2 separate regions of the Capra hircus genome follow, and region 2 is linked to region 1. A link is a contact called in public Hi-C data. All regions are on one chromosome and are shown on one strand. The core of a region is the stretch at or near the end of the contact, and the rest is flanking DNA. Distances in the headings are between cores, read along the strand shown. Region 1 holds the start of C27H8orf4 (protein C8orf4 homolog). Region 2 has its middle 74 kb from the start of IDO2.

Region 1 (7,690 bases), core at 1,432-3,931:
TCCTTATTGGTTGTCTATTTTATATATAGTAGTGTGTCTATGACTAACTTCTAATGTACCCCTCCCCCCTTATTTTCCCCTTTGGTCACCATAAGTTTGTTTTTGAAATCTGTGACTCTGTTTCTGTTTTGTAAATAAGTTCATTTAGATCACTAAAAAATCAGATTCTACATATGAATAATATCATATGCTGTGTCTTTCTCTGTCTGAACTGTTTCAGTTACTATAATCTTGAGGTCCATCCATGTTATTGTAAATGACATTATTTCATTCTTTTTTGTCATTGAGTAGTATTTCATTGTATTTACATATATAAACTTCTCTATCAGTTCATCTGTCAATGGACATTTAGGTTGTGTCCACGTTTATATTAGTGAAGCTGCCACAGAGATGTGCTAGATACATGCCACTGAATCCCTAGTCATGGGCAGCAGAACGTATGCTTCTTCTTTGGAAAACCCAGAACAAGCATCAGCTTCCATGGTTGGGGAGCTGAATACAGCTGGCCTAGAAATATCTCTCAAGGAAGCTCAGTTGAAAGAATCCACCTGCAACTCAGGAGACTCAGGTTCAGCTCCTGGGTGGGGAAGATCCCCTGGAGAAGGAAACGGTGACCGACTCCAGTATTCTTGCCTGGAGAATTCTATGGACACAGGAGCCTAGCGGGCTACAGTTCATGGGGTGGCAAAGAGTCAGACACGACAGCGACTCAACCACCACCACCGATGTTTTACAAAGTAACAAGGAAATTTGGTGAGAAAGCCTGTGGGGGTGTACTCTGCCTGCCCCGCCCTCCTCCCCCTGCCTTCTCACCCCAAGTCACCTTCTCACTCTTCTCTGTTAGTTCTGCCCCAGCCACACTGACTTCCTGGCTGTCTTTCTTCATTTCCTCCTACTCTTATCTTCAGGCCTCGCCACTTGGTGTTCCTCTGCCTATAACACCCTTCCTCCAGGTGTCTGCACAGCCTACTCCCTCAGGTTTTTGCACAAGGTCACACTGAGAAACTTCCCCTGACTTCCTAACCAAATTCCAACCCTCCCCCACCTCTCCTGTACAACCTGCTTTACGCATCACCTTCTGATGTCATCTAGACTACAAATGCACACTTTCCTATTGTCTGTTTCCCAGAAGAACGCAAACCCCATGAAGGTAACTTAGGGAAGTTTTGTTTTTCACTTGATCTAGTGTGATTCCCTGTTATATTTCCAAAGTCTCGAAAGGTTCTAGCTAGCAGTCAAGTGCGCTAAGTTGCTTCAGTCGTGTCCAACTGAAATCTGCCAGGTTCTTCTGTCCATGGGACTCTCCAGGCAAGAATACTGGAGTGGGTAGCCATGCCCTCCTCCAGGGGGATCTTCCTGATGTGGGGACTGAACTTGCAGTTCCTGCCATTCCTGCGTTGCAGGTGGATCCTTCACCGCAGAGCCATGGAGGAGGCCCAGCTGAAAGTCGACCTTGAATATATATCGTTTAAATGAATGAGTGAATGAGTGAACACATGAAAAGTGCCCCAACTCAGTTTTCTAGGAAGGTATGTTCTCCACACGCTCTCCCTTTGTGAATTTTTTTTTTAAGGTTGTACTATGTGGCTTACAGGATCTTAGTTCCCCACCCAGGGATCGAACATGTACCCACCGCATTGGGAGAGCAGAGTCTTAACCACAGGAACACCAGGGAAATCCATGTGCATTTCTCTAGGTGACTAGATGGGAGAAAAATGAAGGCCACCTCTGTATTTGAGAATGCTAGGACCTGGCAGAAGGTCTCTGAAGAAGAGTCTCTGGGGCACTTTGAATCTGACACTGAACTCTGGGCAGACTGTTAGTGTTCCATACATCACTGGGGACAGTGGCTGGCTGAATGTGGTGGAATGTGGAAAGCACAGATTTTAAAACTTGTTTTGACTGTGTCTGACTGATGCCAAAATAAATATGAAAAAAGTCGATTCATCCCTTTTGAGTGCTGTGTACATAAAGCGCCTTTTAACTCTTCCTCCTGGCTTTTTTGACCTTGCAGTTGATATATACACAAGCCTAAGGAGAAATTGCCCATTGTCATTATTTTTATTAAATTACAGCTTGATCCAGTAATTGCAGATTAGCTCTTAAACGCAGTCTCTGAATGGTCACTGACTCAGGCTGTGTCACGTCAGCATTCTGTAGTGTCTGAGCCCCAGTCCACCGTCAGACTCCAAATCAACGTCTTTGATTGTTAAGCTTTCTCTCAATAGCTCTGGGGTTGCCCTGCCTAGGGAAGTCCAGAGGGCGCTGATGTGGGTTGCCAAATGTTTAGACTATACTTTTATAACTTCTCTGGGAATTAAAACTTTTCGGTGACTGGCAGAAGCTTTTGTTTTGGTTGTTTGGGAAGATTTTCAGAAGCTAAAAGATTTCACCATGTGTATTTCTTCGCTTTGCGCTGTTCTGGTTTAAGCTCTTTTTTTTTCCTTTTTCCTACAGAGGAGCCCAAACCTGTAATTCTATTGCCACAGATGTGTTAAAAAGAATCCCTCTCTTTATTTCTGCCCCTTCGTTGAACACAGCTTTCAGTAACACTGAACATAAGAACAGGAAGGACATTGGCAACTCAACTGTTAAACTGGTCTGCGATTATGCTTCCTTGAGATCACTCTGATGTCACCAGTGTAATCTGAGCCTGGAGCTTTTGTTCACACTTTAAATAGCAGTCCCGGAATGATTTTGCTACAGACTCTCTGGAGAGCCTGGGAGCTGAATTCCCGAAGAATCCCCCATCCATGAAAGCCAAGCCAAGCCACCCAGCCTTCAGCATGTCCACCTCGCTGCGAGTCAGCCCGTCCATCCACGGCTACCACTTCGACACAGCTTCACGTAAGAAAGCTGTGGGCAACATCTTCGAAAACATAGACCAAGAAGCATTACAGAGGCTCTTCAAAAACTCCGGGGACAAGAAAGCGGAGGAGCGAGCTAAGATCATTTTTGCCATAGATCAAGACCTAGAGGAGAAGACGCGAGCCCTGATGGCTCTGAAGAAGAGAACGAAAGACAAGCTTTTCCAGTTTCTGAAACTGCGGAAATATTCCATCAAAGTTCACTGAGGACCAGAGGGTGGATAAGGACATCATCCAAGAATGGACATTTAAAGACCAAGTGAGTCTGTAGGACCCTGACACGCACAGCATCTTGCTGTTGCCCTGTAAGTTTCTCTTCCGTCAGGACTCCGGGACTCGGGGCAGGAGAGGAACAGAATGAACTGGTGACAAGGACTCCAACCAATTTCATCCCTGTGCTGTTCCAGTGGAGAAGTGCTTTCGGCAAGGATTGGAAAACTCTCCCTGCAGGAGAAAGACTGGCACTGATGCCAGGAGGAGAGTCTGAACGGACATAATGGGAAGAAGACAGATGGCTGAGAAAGACTGGCAGCCAGGGTCTCCTGGTCAGGCCCTAGGACTGAAATTCAACCTGAATTTTGTTTTCCCTTAAACAAACTGAGCAGGGAGGAGGGAGGACGGAGAGGGGAATTAAGAGAGAGAATTCCATGCTGCAATCGTTTACTGAGTTTTTTATTTGAATGTTCCAAGTGTTGCCAAGATTCAATGTTGTCTATTGGTAGATATTTTTTTTCTTTTTAAAGATCAGTAATTGATTATTTATTTGCATTTGTGACAATGCCTTAAAAAGTGCACCATATGATCTAAGAACAAATTCAAGGAACTGCAGTTATTTTCAGCATCTTGGTGAAACCATACGCCACCTTCTGGTCTGTAAGGAGTTTTTAATGCGTTTCAAACTGGTTACCCAAAAGTTAAAATAATGGGGTCCTTTATAGTTCCGAAGTACTGTGAACAAATTTTATAGTGTTTTTTAATCTTCTGACTAATGCTGAAACACAATCTAAATTTCTTACAGTTACTGCAGTAAGCATTAGGAAGTGAATATGAGACACTTAATAGTTTATAAAGATGCTATGTTTTCTATAATTTATTATTCATGACAAATTATATGCAACCTTAATAAATTAATATAAACTTAGCTGCTCTTGGTGTTGGTGATTGATCTCAAAGGAAAAATAAGATGGTGATTTTTATTATAAAGTTTTATGAACTTTCCTAATGATTTTCCTCTAAGAGTAAGAGGTGCTTTTATATTGCTTGCTATATTTTACAAAGAAAATTCTTGCCTCACATATCTAGGAAGTTTCTCTGTCCCAACTTTAAACTATAAAATACAGACATAGAAATGCATAGATGGGCTCATCAATATTGCTGTTTATGTACCATAGGAGGTAAGTTGTAAAAAGCTTTTCTCTCCATATTTTTGAAATTTTTCCTCTGTGGCTATAGAGTTGTGTACATTTCTTTCACCCCAATCAATATACTTGAGGGTCAGAATCTGAATTATGGTCAAGATTTTGTGGCTTATCAATGTTTATTTATTACAAACCAACATGGGAATAACACTATAGTCTCTTTGCTTATTTCCTCATAGGATTATAATAAAATATTTCTAAGAAGGCATATAGTAATGCCTGCTGAGCTTTCCTAGCAGAAAGAAATTTAAAAATTCCCTAGGAACTAAGTGTTTCAAAAGAACACCTTAAAAGGTTTTTGAAACTGCTGATCATAGTAAAACAAAAGTGAACAATCTGAAATCTTTGGGGACAGTTGTATGTCAGGTTTTTAAATAGCACACTTTTTAAAAAGAAATTAAGTAGTTAAGTCTTTTAAAATATTAATTGATTTGTTTACTACAGATAAAATAAATCATTCCATGAAAAAGGAATTTTTTACATGACAGCATCCATAAAAACCACAAATCAATAAGCAGAATTTTGTGCTTGCATGTGAGTGCCTTTTTCTTGGAGGATTATTTATCATTTCTGTCTGGTTTGCAAAGATATCCATGAAACCAAAATAAGAACAAAAAAAGAAAGTTTTGACCAGTGGGAGGCTTGGTTGGTGATGGTATTTGAAGATTATCAAAGTGAAAGCTCTGGAAATGAATAAGTCTCCTATCTCTGATAGGGCCTGTCAGTGACACGTTTTCTCTATTCATTCAAGATCCCCCAAAGACACTGATGAACTGCTTGAGAAAAAAAAAATTTAGTAACTTAACTCCTCCAGAGAAGGTATCCTATTTCATGGTCCCAATGAAAGTATTCAACTTATTTTCTACTCAGGGAGTTTAAACATATCTCAGATGCTGAACAGTTGTTCAAAGTTTGCATTTTATTACATATACTGTACTCATAACTATATTCTCTGCGTCTGTTATTTTCAATAGAGTGCATGCATATCTCACCACTTTTCACATGAGCGTAACACTAACTCAGTTATCTCACAGGATATTGCCATTATTTTCTGATTGCAAGACCATAACAAGGAGAGGGGTGCAAATTAAAAAGCAGTTGGATATGATCAGGATCTATGATGGTGTAGAGAATAATTCCTCTTTCTGCGGATTATAATTCAAACGTGCTGTCTTCCTTCATGGAGAACAGAAGTTGTCATCAGTACACAAGGATGATTTTTAACTTCATGGTATTTTTTATTGCTTCATATGAGGCGAAGGGATCCATCACTAGAACAGGTGGGATTAGTTCAGTTCAGAAATCCTTCTATGGCACAGGAATGACCAACTATATCTCAAGATAGCTCATTCTAACTGAAGAAATAAAACCTGCCAGGTAAAACTGTTCCTTAATACTTCTGTATCATTAGATCAATAATAACAGCTAAATTTCCCTGAATGTTTGCTATTCAGCCGACAATTTTCTGGGTGGTTTTTTGTGTGTGTCTGTGTCTCTGCGTGTGAGTTAAATTTCTTCTTTAGTACTGTGGTATAACAGTCTGTTTGTGTATGTGTGTGTCTATGTATGTGTAGTCCTGAAAGTGAAGCATCAGGAAGTATAGTGAATTTATCAGCGACACACAGTGAATGAGGATAGGAAGCAAATCCAGCGAGCCTTCCTTCCTAACCACTAGGTTAGACTGCTTCTCTACGAGGAACTAAAATTCTCTTTCATTCTTTGAAGTGGCAATTACTTATATGTTATTAATAGTAAGAAAGACAGGAAAGAAGCAAGGCCTCTGAGAAGTCTGACCTGTGTCTGTTTGTCTATCTATTTGGCACTTGAACTCCATGAGGAACGCTTCTCAATCATTTTAATTGTTAAGGATTTCTCAGATGTAGCCTTTCAAATCTACAGTTACAGTAGAACCTGGTTAGCATCTCAGAACATAAGGTCACATCTATGTTCTCTTCTGAGTTGACAGTCAAAGCTCTGGGTCTAGATTAGGCTGTTGGGGGAAATCAGAAACTAGAGCTTCATGGTTTTACTCACTCAGTGTAGACCTCCTCAGCCACCCAGCCCCAGCCCACAGCAAAGGAGGGTTTGTATATACAGGAGTCTCTGACAGATGAAGTTTACTGAGAAAGGGCCCAGGATATGTGCCTGCCTGGTATTTTTTTCCCATTGTCAGAAGGCAGTCAGAGAATGTGACTGCTGTTCCCTTGGAGAGTCTTTCCAACAAACAGATGATTAAGCTGTGGTCTAGGAATCATGTCGGCTTTCAGAATGCCTAAATCTGCCCCTCTGAACCCCACATGAGGGCTCCCCAGAAGGACTTGTAACTCAGTTGATTCCCTTTCCCACACTCAGGGAGCTCTAGAGTGGAATCAGGGTTTCTACCTTCTCCATTTGTGTAACAAAAATGTAGTAAGCACCAGTGTGGGGATCACCATGGTCAGAAAGCATCTCTAGTCTCCTTGTCAGAGAGCCAGAAAGCGTTTTACAATGAATACAGCGAGATACATGATAGCAGTTTCAACAGGAAGCAATGGGAGCACCCATGTGCTGTGTGTGTGTGTGTGTGTGTGTGTGTGTGTGTGTGTGTCTGGAGAGTAGCAAAAACACTGAAGAAAACCTATCCCAACCTGAGGAGATCCCAGAAGATTCCATAGCGAAGTTTCAAAGTAGAAGTTAGGAGGGTGGAGGGGGAAAATGTCATTCTGGCGTTTAGGTATAGTATTTGCAAAGGCAAGTATGTAAGACAGTAAATTGTATAAGAATTTCTGGGCAGTTCCTGGTTAGGGGGCATAAGCATTTGAAGCAATCATTTGAGAGGCAGTTGGGTCTTAAATGCAAGCCTGAGTATTAATTTTACTCCAAAGGGAGAAGGAATCATGAAGGACTTTCAATAGAAGAGTAACACTTACTGCCTGACTATGGATGTGCAACTAACTATGTATTGGGCCTCATGAAAGATACAGTGAACATTTTCAAAAGTAATGTGTAGCCTGACAACTGAACACATGGAGTCTATAGTGATTTTTTTTTCTTTCCAGACTTGTCTCACAGTTGGTCTACTCAGGTGAAAAGCCTTACATGACTTTTCATAACTCAACAATAAATGAGTAAGTATGTGGAAGCTGAAGATGAAACAGACTTTAGAAAAAAAGTGTAGACCAGATTAAGGGGACCACAGACTAATTAATTCCTAATTAAATTTGTAAGAAATTGTGTCTATGTTTGAATCTTAGAATGTGTCTAAGAATCCTAAAGCATCTTAGAATATCATTCAACAAATATTACAGATTAATGGCTACTAAGCTCTCTCTCTCCCTTTGAATAACTCTTCTTCAAACAAAGTTTCTGGATATTCTCAGTGACCATTACAGACACACAAATGTGTCCTGGTTTAATGTATCCACA
Region 2 (7,690 bases), core at 2,408-4,907, 120 kb before region 1:
AGTTGATTTACAATCTTGCGTTAGTCTCAGGTGTGCAGCAATGTGATTCTGTTATACATGTATTGATGGATGAATATAGATACATTGACCAAATTTAGAATATCCTTCATTCTCAGCTTCCTGTTTTTTTTTTTATGCACTTTCTTTCCTTAAAAAAACTATTTGTTTATTTTAATTGGAGGATAGTTGCTTTCCAATATTGTAATGGCTTTTGCCATACATCAGCATGAATCAACCATAGGCATACATGTGGCCCCCCATCCTGAAGCCCCCTCTACCCCCCTCCCCACCCCATCCTTCTAGGTTGTCACAGAGCACGGGCTTTGGGTTCCCTGCACCATACATCAAACTCCCACTGGCTATTTTACATATGGTAATTACATGTTTCAGTGCTTTTCTCTCAAATCATCCCATCCTCTCCTTCTCCCACTGAGTCCAAAATTCTGTTCTTTAAGTCTGTCTCCTTTGCTTGCCTGCATATAAGATCATTGGTACCATCTTTCTAGATTTCATATTTATGCATTAATATATGATATTTGTCTTTCTCTTTCTCACTTACTTCATTCTGTATAATAGGCTCTAGTTTCATCCACCTCATTAGAACTGACTCAAATGTGTTTCTTTTTATAGCTGAGTAATAGTCCACTGTGTATAAGCACCACAACTTCCTTATCCACTCATCTGCTGAGGGACATCTAAGTTGCTTCCGTAACCTAGCTGTTGTAAATAGTCTCAATTCCTGTTTCTTACACCGTTGAGATGATCTTTCAACATCAAGATTGGTCTCAGGGTGGTTATAAGTCACAAATGTTATAGTTCTTGTCACGGAGGAAACATTAATGAAAGTTTGTTTGGTTGTGGGGTGAGGCTCAGAGCATCATACAGACACCAGTACAGGAGAGAACACTGTCTTCCTCCAGCTTCTTGGATTCACAGAGTCTGCTTGGCAATAAAAATGACCATTCATCATTTATCGTTTGAGGATCCAAGGAAGCAGAAAGTGACCAAAATACGGACTTAAAGAGGAAAAAACCTGGGTCCATATCCCAGGTTTGTCACATTTCATGACAGGCAAATAAATTGTTTAACCTTTCAGAGCCATAGTTCACTCACTTGAAGGGAGCTAAACTAGAGAGTGAGTGAAAAACTGTTGGTTACGGTATTTTATTATGTGACCTTGAATTAGGGGGAGCCATGCCTAGGTCTCAGGAAACCGTGGCTTCCTAGAAGGAAAGTTGGACCTGTCTCTATCCTGCACTTGGCAAATAAAACAGGTAACATGGCCTCATAACAGGCAAGGAAAGTGAGACAGAACCTGGAATTTTCTTGAAATAATTAGGCCTGAGTGGGGAGTAATGAAGGGCTTTGAGAACTTAAAACAGAATACCAGTTCAGCCTAGGTTTTAAATCTAGGCTTATATCAATGAAAAAAATGTTTTTCCACTGAGAGTGACCAGATTCACAAAGACTCGTCTTCCCTGGAATCCTTTCCACAGATCCAAGCCCACACAAAGAGACCACAGGGCTTGATTCTGAGCAGGTTTTCAATAAATGTTGAATAGCTAGAAAACCAGGTAGATTGAAGGAAGCTGGAAGGGAATTGAGCAAAGTGTGGCCTCTCAAAGCTTTCAGAATGTTTTGTTTGTTTTCACTATACAAGGACGAAATCAGTGCAAACCAAAGTGTTCCTTTGCCAAGGAACCAACTCCTAATTCATGTTCAAGGTTTGATTTCTAGGGCTAAGTGAGTTCCATTTTCAGATTTACGGCAGAATAGGGAAAACAAAGCTTCCATAACAAAAAAGAACACATTTCCCCCCAAGAATTCTAGAGATAAATGGTGTCCACATTACTGGGGGAAAATGACTTATTGTATGGTTGAAATGATGTGATGATGATGTTATGAGAATGTTAGCACAAGCTTGAAGAAAAAGTAAGAGTATAGGCTTGACATGTAGGCTCAGAAACTCTCTGTATCTGTATGTATCCATGCTTATGTCTATACCTACATCTACATCCATACCTATCCCAAGAGGAAGACCCAGGGAGAGCCAATGCTCTGGTTCAAGTCTGAAAGCTGTCTGCTGGAGAATCCTTTCCTGCTCAGAGGAGGATGAGCCTTTCCATTCAGGCCTTCACCTGATTAGATGAGGCCCACCCGCCTAAGGTGGGGCTTCCCAGGTGGCACCAGTGGTAAAGAACCGGCCCGCCAATGCAGGGGATGTAAAAGGCACAGGTTCAGTCCCTGAGGCGGGGAGACCCCCTGGACGAGGGTACGGCAACTCACTCCAGTATTCTTGCCTGGAGAATCCATGGACAGAGGAGCCTAGTGCGTTACAGTGCATGGGGTCACAAAGAGGCAACTTAGCACACACCCACCCTCACCTCGGGTGGGGCAATCGGTTTTACTCAAAGTCCACAGACTTAAATGTTAATTTCATCCCCAACACCCTCACAGAAACATCCATAAAACAGTGTTTGACCAAATATCTGGTCATCTGGCCAAAGGGATCAATTAAATTAGTTATTCCAAACTTCCTTGAGAAGTTATGGAGTCTAACACACACTCTCCCCGTGCTCTGTACTAGCAGAAGAATCTTCCTTCGTAATGATGGAGAGGAGGTTAAAAAAAAAAAAAAAGGGCACAAAGTTGAGCCATCCTCTAAGAGAGGTAGGGAAGGGGTGCAGTAGTGAAGGAGCAGATGCCACCAGGAAAATCAAGGAGCCTCACCCAGAAAAAGCTGACCTCGTTCACATCTGAAAGTTCATTATGCTGGGGATCCATGTGCAAATGAATTACTGTCTCTCTTAATAGCAATAAAATCCCACTGCTCTGAGGCTGAGAATGTAGGACAAGTCTTCCTTCCTATATTGGTTTCTTTACCAAGGAAGTTCTTCCTTCTTCCTACCTGAGAAGGAGGAACAAGGTGTTAAGTTCTGAAACCCTGTAGACTCACCTTCCCCTTGGGGGCCCCCCACCACCCAACACTTGCTGACAAGGAAGCAGGGGGTCCTTTCTATCCTCTGCTCCTGTCCAGATAGGATGAGTTTAGTAATTTTTCCAAGAATTTAAAGATTCAGGCTTTCAGACTACAGGAACTTTTGTCTCCCAGGGAAAAAAAAAAAAAGTTGGTTATTTATTTTTGTCATGACAATTTTATTTTTTAGTTTTGAAAAATGAGTGTCTTTATTTAGACAAGGCCTTTGGGCTTCCCTGCTGGCCCAGACAGTTAAGAAACCGCCTGCAATGCAGGAGACCTGGGTTTGGTCCCTGGGTTGGGAAGATCCCCTAGAGAAGGGGAAGGCTACCCACTCTGGCATTCTTGCCTAGAGAATCCCCATGGACAGAGGAGCCAGGCGGGCTATGCGGTCAACGGGTCATGAAGAGTTGGCCAGGACTGAGCGACTAAGCACAATTGGAGCGTGAGGGATTAGTCACGGTTTTACTCAAAAGGATGCATTTATCCCAGGCGAGACTTAGTTTTCTTCACCTTCTACAGAAGAAAGAGCTGCAATTGTGCAAGGAGGACTTGAAACTTGGATGATTTTAAAAGAAGACAAAAAAAAGTGCAAAGGAAAACCCTGGAGATGGCAGAGCTCACGTGTCTTGCTCTCTATGCAGGCTGGCAAGCCTCACACCGTCCTGATTCCCAAGCTGCCTTCAGGTCAAACCTGGACACAAAGCGCTCTCAGTTTATAGGACGTCAGCCACAAAGGAGCTCAGAGACGGAGTTCCTCTTTTCTCACTATTAGTCTGCGATTCACTTTCTGTAGTTTCCAAACCGGGTTAAAGTCAAAATAAAACTAAACCACCGCAACAAAGGCACGCGTAAAACCTGTGAGATCTTATCCAGTTTAAGATTTGGGACAGAAAACTTTCTGTACCTACAAACCAACTATTCCTTCCATGACACTGGATTGCACCCACCAAACTGTGTGTTTCATTTCCTTGTGCACAGATGTTCTATTTGCTTTGCTAATGGAAGAAATGTTTTTCTCTTTCTTTGTTCACTTAACAGTAAACTTAATAAAGAAGTCGGATATCATCGCTTTCTGAAATGCCATTGCTAGTTAATTTTTGCAGTTTAGCATCTGTTTGCAAGCAACATTAAAAAACTGAGTTCTTGAATACGAGCATTGTCAAAAATAAATGTTTTTTTTTTTTGCAAAGTCATTTCCTTTGTAAACTCACAAATCTGTTGGTTCACATGGTTCTGTAGCTGTATATAGATTCCAAATCAAACTTGATTATGTATTTTCCTTTCATTGTCTATAACTAGGTTTTCTTCTTCTTCTTCTTCTTCTTCCTGAAGGTATCAGTTGGAGATTGGGCTGCATCTTTTGGGGAAGCATTTTCAGTATAACATGCGACTTCACTTTGACCCTTCACAGGCCACCTCTCACCTCACAAGGAAAGGAGAACTGGAACAAGCATGAGTGGCCTTCGGGGTAACCAAATATCTAGAGAACCAAATGGACAACCCATTCGGGTCACCCTAGTTGCACCCCAAGAACCTGCAACCATCTACTCTACAGCCACCTTCTAGATCATGCCCTGGGTACTTGGGGCCCAGAATTCTTGCATAAATGGCCCCAAGATGGCCTCTGAAACCTGCACAGCCCTCTCTCCATGAACTAGAGAGAGGAGGATACATTTTTTCCTCCTGGTTTTCTGTTAGCTCCTGTTTCCTATGGGGCCAAATTCAAACTAACTTCCAGCCATTGGCAGTCATTCAGAAAGCTAGATTCCATTCCCTGCCATGATTTATAGTGTTTGATTTATGGTGTTTCATCAGACGAAATAACAACAGTGATAAAACTAATAATGAAAATAAATAGTAATTATCCACATAGTGTTATTAATATATCACTGAAATATTAAAACATAAATCTCTACTTGAAATTATATTTTTATATTTGGCTTTACTTTTCTGCTACACAAATGCTATTATTTAAATAAAACAATTGACTAGTTAACCCTGGCATCAGTACTGGTTAAGAACAGGACTGAGTAAACCAACACCATATACTTGCCTTCAATTTAATTATCTGAACTTTTCAAAAGGGGTCGGACATGATCGCAATAGTCACAAAGCGAAAAATCAAACTCGCACTATCTCCATACAAAGAAAGCACCATAGTCAACCCGTAGGGAAAGTTGGGGAGATTGTGAACTTGGGAGTGAAAGGCAGTCTTTGGGGTGAGCATCAGCGGGGGACCACCAACCACAGCTGCCAACATCGGTGGTCAGTAGCCATGACTATGGGAGAGAGGTAATCTACATTAGATCTATTTTTTTTTTTAAAGGGTGGCCACACCACGAGGTACATGTAATCTTGGTACCGCAGTCAGGGATCCAACCCACGCCCCTTGCATTGGAAGGCAGAGTCTTAACAAGTAGACCACTCGGGAAATCCTGTATCATATCCATTTGACATTGAAAACACTATTACTTTTGGCTCCTGTTTGGGGGTCTGTCATGAGGATTTTGCACTTTTCCAGTAATCTATGAACATAAGATTGAAAAGTGATATCTTTTATGTCCTAATGAAGGGTTTCCCAAGACATGGAACTTGTCCTTTGCTGGAAGCAAGACAGAATGCAGCAACCCAGTCGGGCCACCCTAACTAACCCCGCAAGAGCTCACACCACCTCACCACCACCACCTTCTAGATCTCGCTCTGGGTGCTCGGAGCCCAGAATCCTTCATAAATGGTCCCAAGATGGCTTCTGAAAGCTGCACAGCCCTGTCTCCTGGAGTTGCTCCTGAGCCAGTGCTGTTCATTCCCTGGGCCCACAGCAAGTGTGTGGGGAGCAGGGGCTCCTTGTTACAGAGCCAGGACGTGGCTGGTGCTCTGCCAGGAGACTGGGGTGCTGTGGGCAGGAGGGCATCAACAGAGCAGACCTGGGAATTGGGAGCTATGCCTGAATCCCACAGTCTCCAGGCCTCCAGCTTTCATACAGGATTCTCAGGGGTCTGGGATGTTTAACCGGAACTTGGGCTTCCAGGTTATTACAAAAGTTTTCTCTTTTTAGGTGTGATGATGCAACACCTTTATATTTAATAATTTTCTCTCTTGATTTATTGCTTTTAAATATGTGTAGACATGGCAAGTGGATGTTCATTTACAAGGAAAGGCCCTGGCAGAATCAGGGGTAGGGATTGCTTCAGACCTGAAGTTGTTGGTGTTTTGTTTTGTTGGTTTTTTTTCTTTTTGCTGTTTTTTTTTGTTTTGTTTTCTTTATTTCTTCACGTGTAATTTTTTTTTCATTATCCTAATCAAGAATATCATGAGGCTGTAACTTAGAGTTCATGATTGAGTGACTGAGCATCAGTGAATCTCCTAAAATTATTTTCAGAATTTGCATAAGAAGACATATCTTTTTTCTGGAGAGTAGGGGTCATAATTTGAGCAGATTCATGAGTTTTCATGATACACAAAACATTAAATAGCACATCATAAAAAGAAAAGTTGTACTGCAGAACATTTCTTTTCCCTGTTTTACCTTTGCTTGCAAGTCTGCTCTTTCACCACTAGAGGGCAACAGCGACCTGCAAGATAGCATCCGCCTCAGCAATATGTAGCTTCCCAATCATCTCCCAGGTCAAATGTTTTTTCTGTTTTCCAGAATTATCTCTCTAGTGTTGTGATTCCTGCTCATTTTCTTTAAATTTAATTAAATTTTATTTGGCTGCATCACTTGGCTTGCAGGATCTTAGTTCCTTTACCAGGGATTGAACATGGGGGCCTCAGCAGTGAAAGTGGAGAGCCCTAACCGCTGGGCTGCTGGGGAATTACTGATTGCTTCCTTGGGAGAAATGTCGAACTTTTCTGCATAAATGACAGAGTATTAATAAAAGTATTCTGGTGAACAAAGGAAATATAATTATCTCTTTCTTTGTGGTAGGACTGAGGAACGTTGGGAGGTTATCACCCAGGAAAGAGTTATCACCCAGGAAGAGGTTATCACTGTTCCTCCAAACAGAATCACAGTAATCCATCCTGATATATCTGTCTGTGTCTAAAAGCAAATCCCATTTTATTTGTAAATGTTAATAAGGATATTTTGGGTGGTAGAGCTGCGGATAACTTGCATTCCTGTGTTTTAGAGCTTTCCTTATTAAAAAGAAAACACTGGTCCCTGTTGTTTTAAAAGTTGGAGGAGAATTATTCCTCCTGCCTCAGTGACCAGTGTTATCTGGAATCTTTACCTTGGGGAAGCTTAAATGCTGGCAAATTGTGAAAGGAAGATCGGTAACAGAACTTAAGATTGAAAAGAAAGAGCGCATAAATACTACAGACAGGAAAGGCCAAGCACTGCCTTGGGCTTAGAAGGACGTGAGTTGGGGCTTCACCTAGAAGGGCAGACAGATGTCATCACTGATAAACAGTTCTGTCCTTATTGCCTCCTGCACCTTCATTTAGAGCCACTGCATCCTCACCTGTAAGTGACTCCTGTGGAATTCTTGCCATAGGAAGACGTTAGTGGTGGAGTCCATACTTGCAAACAGATGGTCCACATAAAGATGTTTTGCCAGGGCAGCCACTGAAGGCGTATTCACAGCTGGAAGGGGGGCATTCTAGTGAACAGAGGCATGAGAAAGAACAGGCAATGTGATAGCTCACCCATCTGCTCAACATCACCACTTTCAACCTTCTTCTAAAATACAGAACAAGCCTAAAAAGAAA

Evidence for each region. Hi-C and Micro-C count contacts between places; a contact is called where the count stands out from the background.
Region 2: a Hi-C map of blood shows a contact between it and region 1, with 2.5 times the contacts expected there. The contact joins the enhancer-like site here to the promoter of C27H8orf4 in region 1. A contact is called at or near these places in 2 of 5 Hi-C or Micro-C datasets (both in blood).

Annotation. Positions count from the first base shown.
Region 1 is chr27:10,351,342-10,359,031 of ARS1.2, reverse strand. It overlaps C27H8orf4 (protein C8orf4 homolog), which reads left to right and starts at 2,681. Exons shown (of 1, transcript XM_005698882.3): 1 at 2,681-4,008. The coding sequence starts at 2,754. The coding sequence ends at 3,074.
Region 2 is chr27:10,471,763-10,479,452 of ARS1.2, reverse strand. No RefSeq gene overlaps it. Among named protein-coding and RNA genes, the nearest start is that of IDO2, 74 kb to the left of the region's middle. Within about 2 kb of position 3,657, at least 1 of the 5 cell types and tissues checked has an H3K27ac peak or open chromatin away from gene starts, as enhancers often do.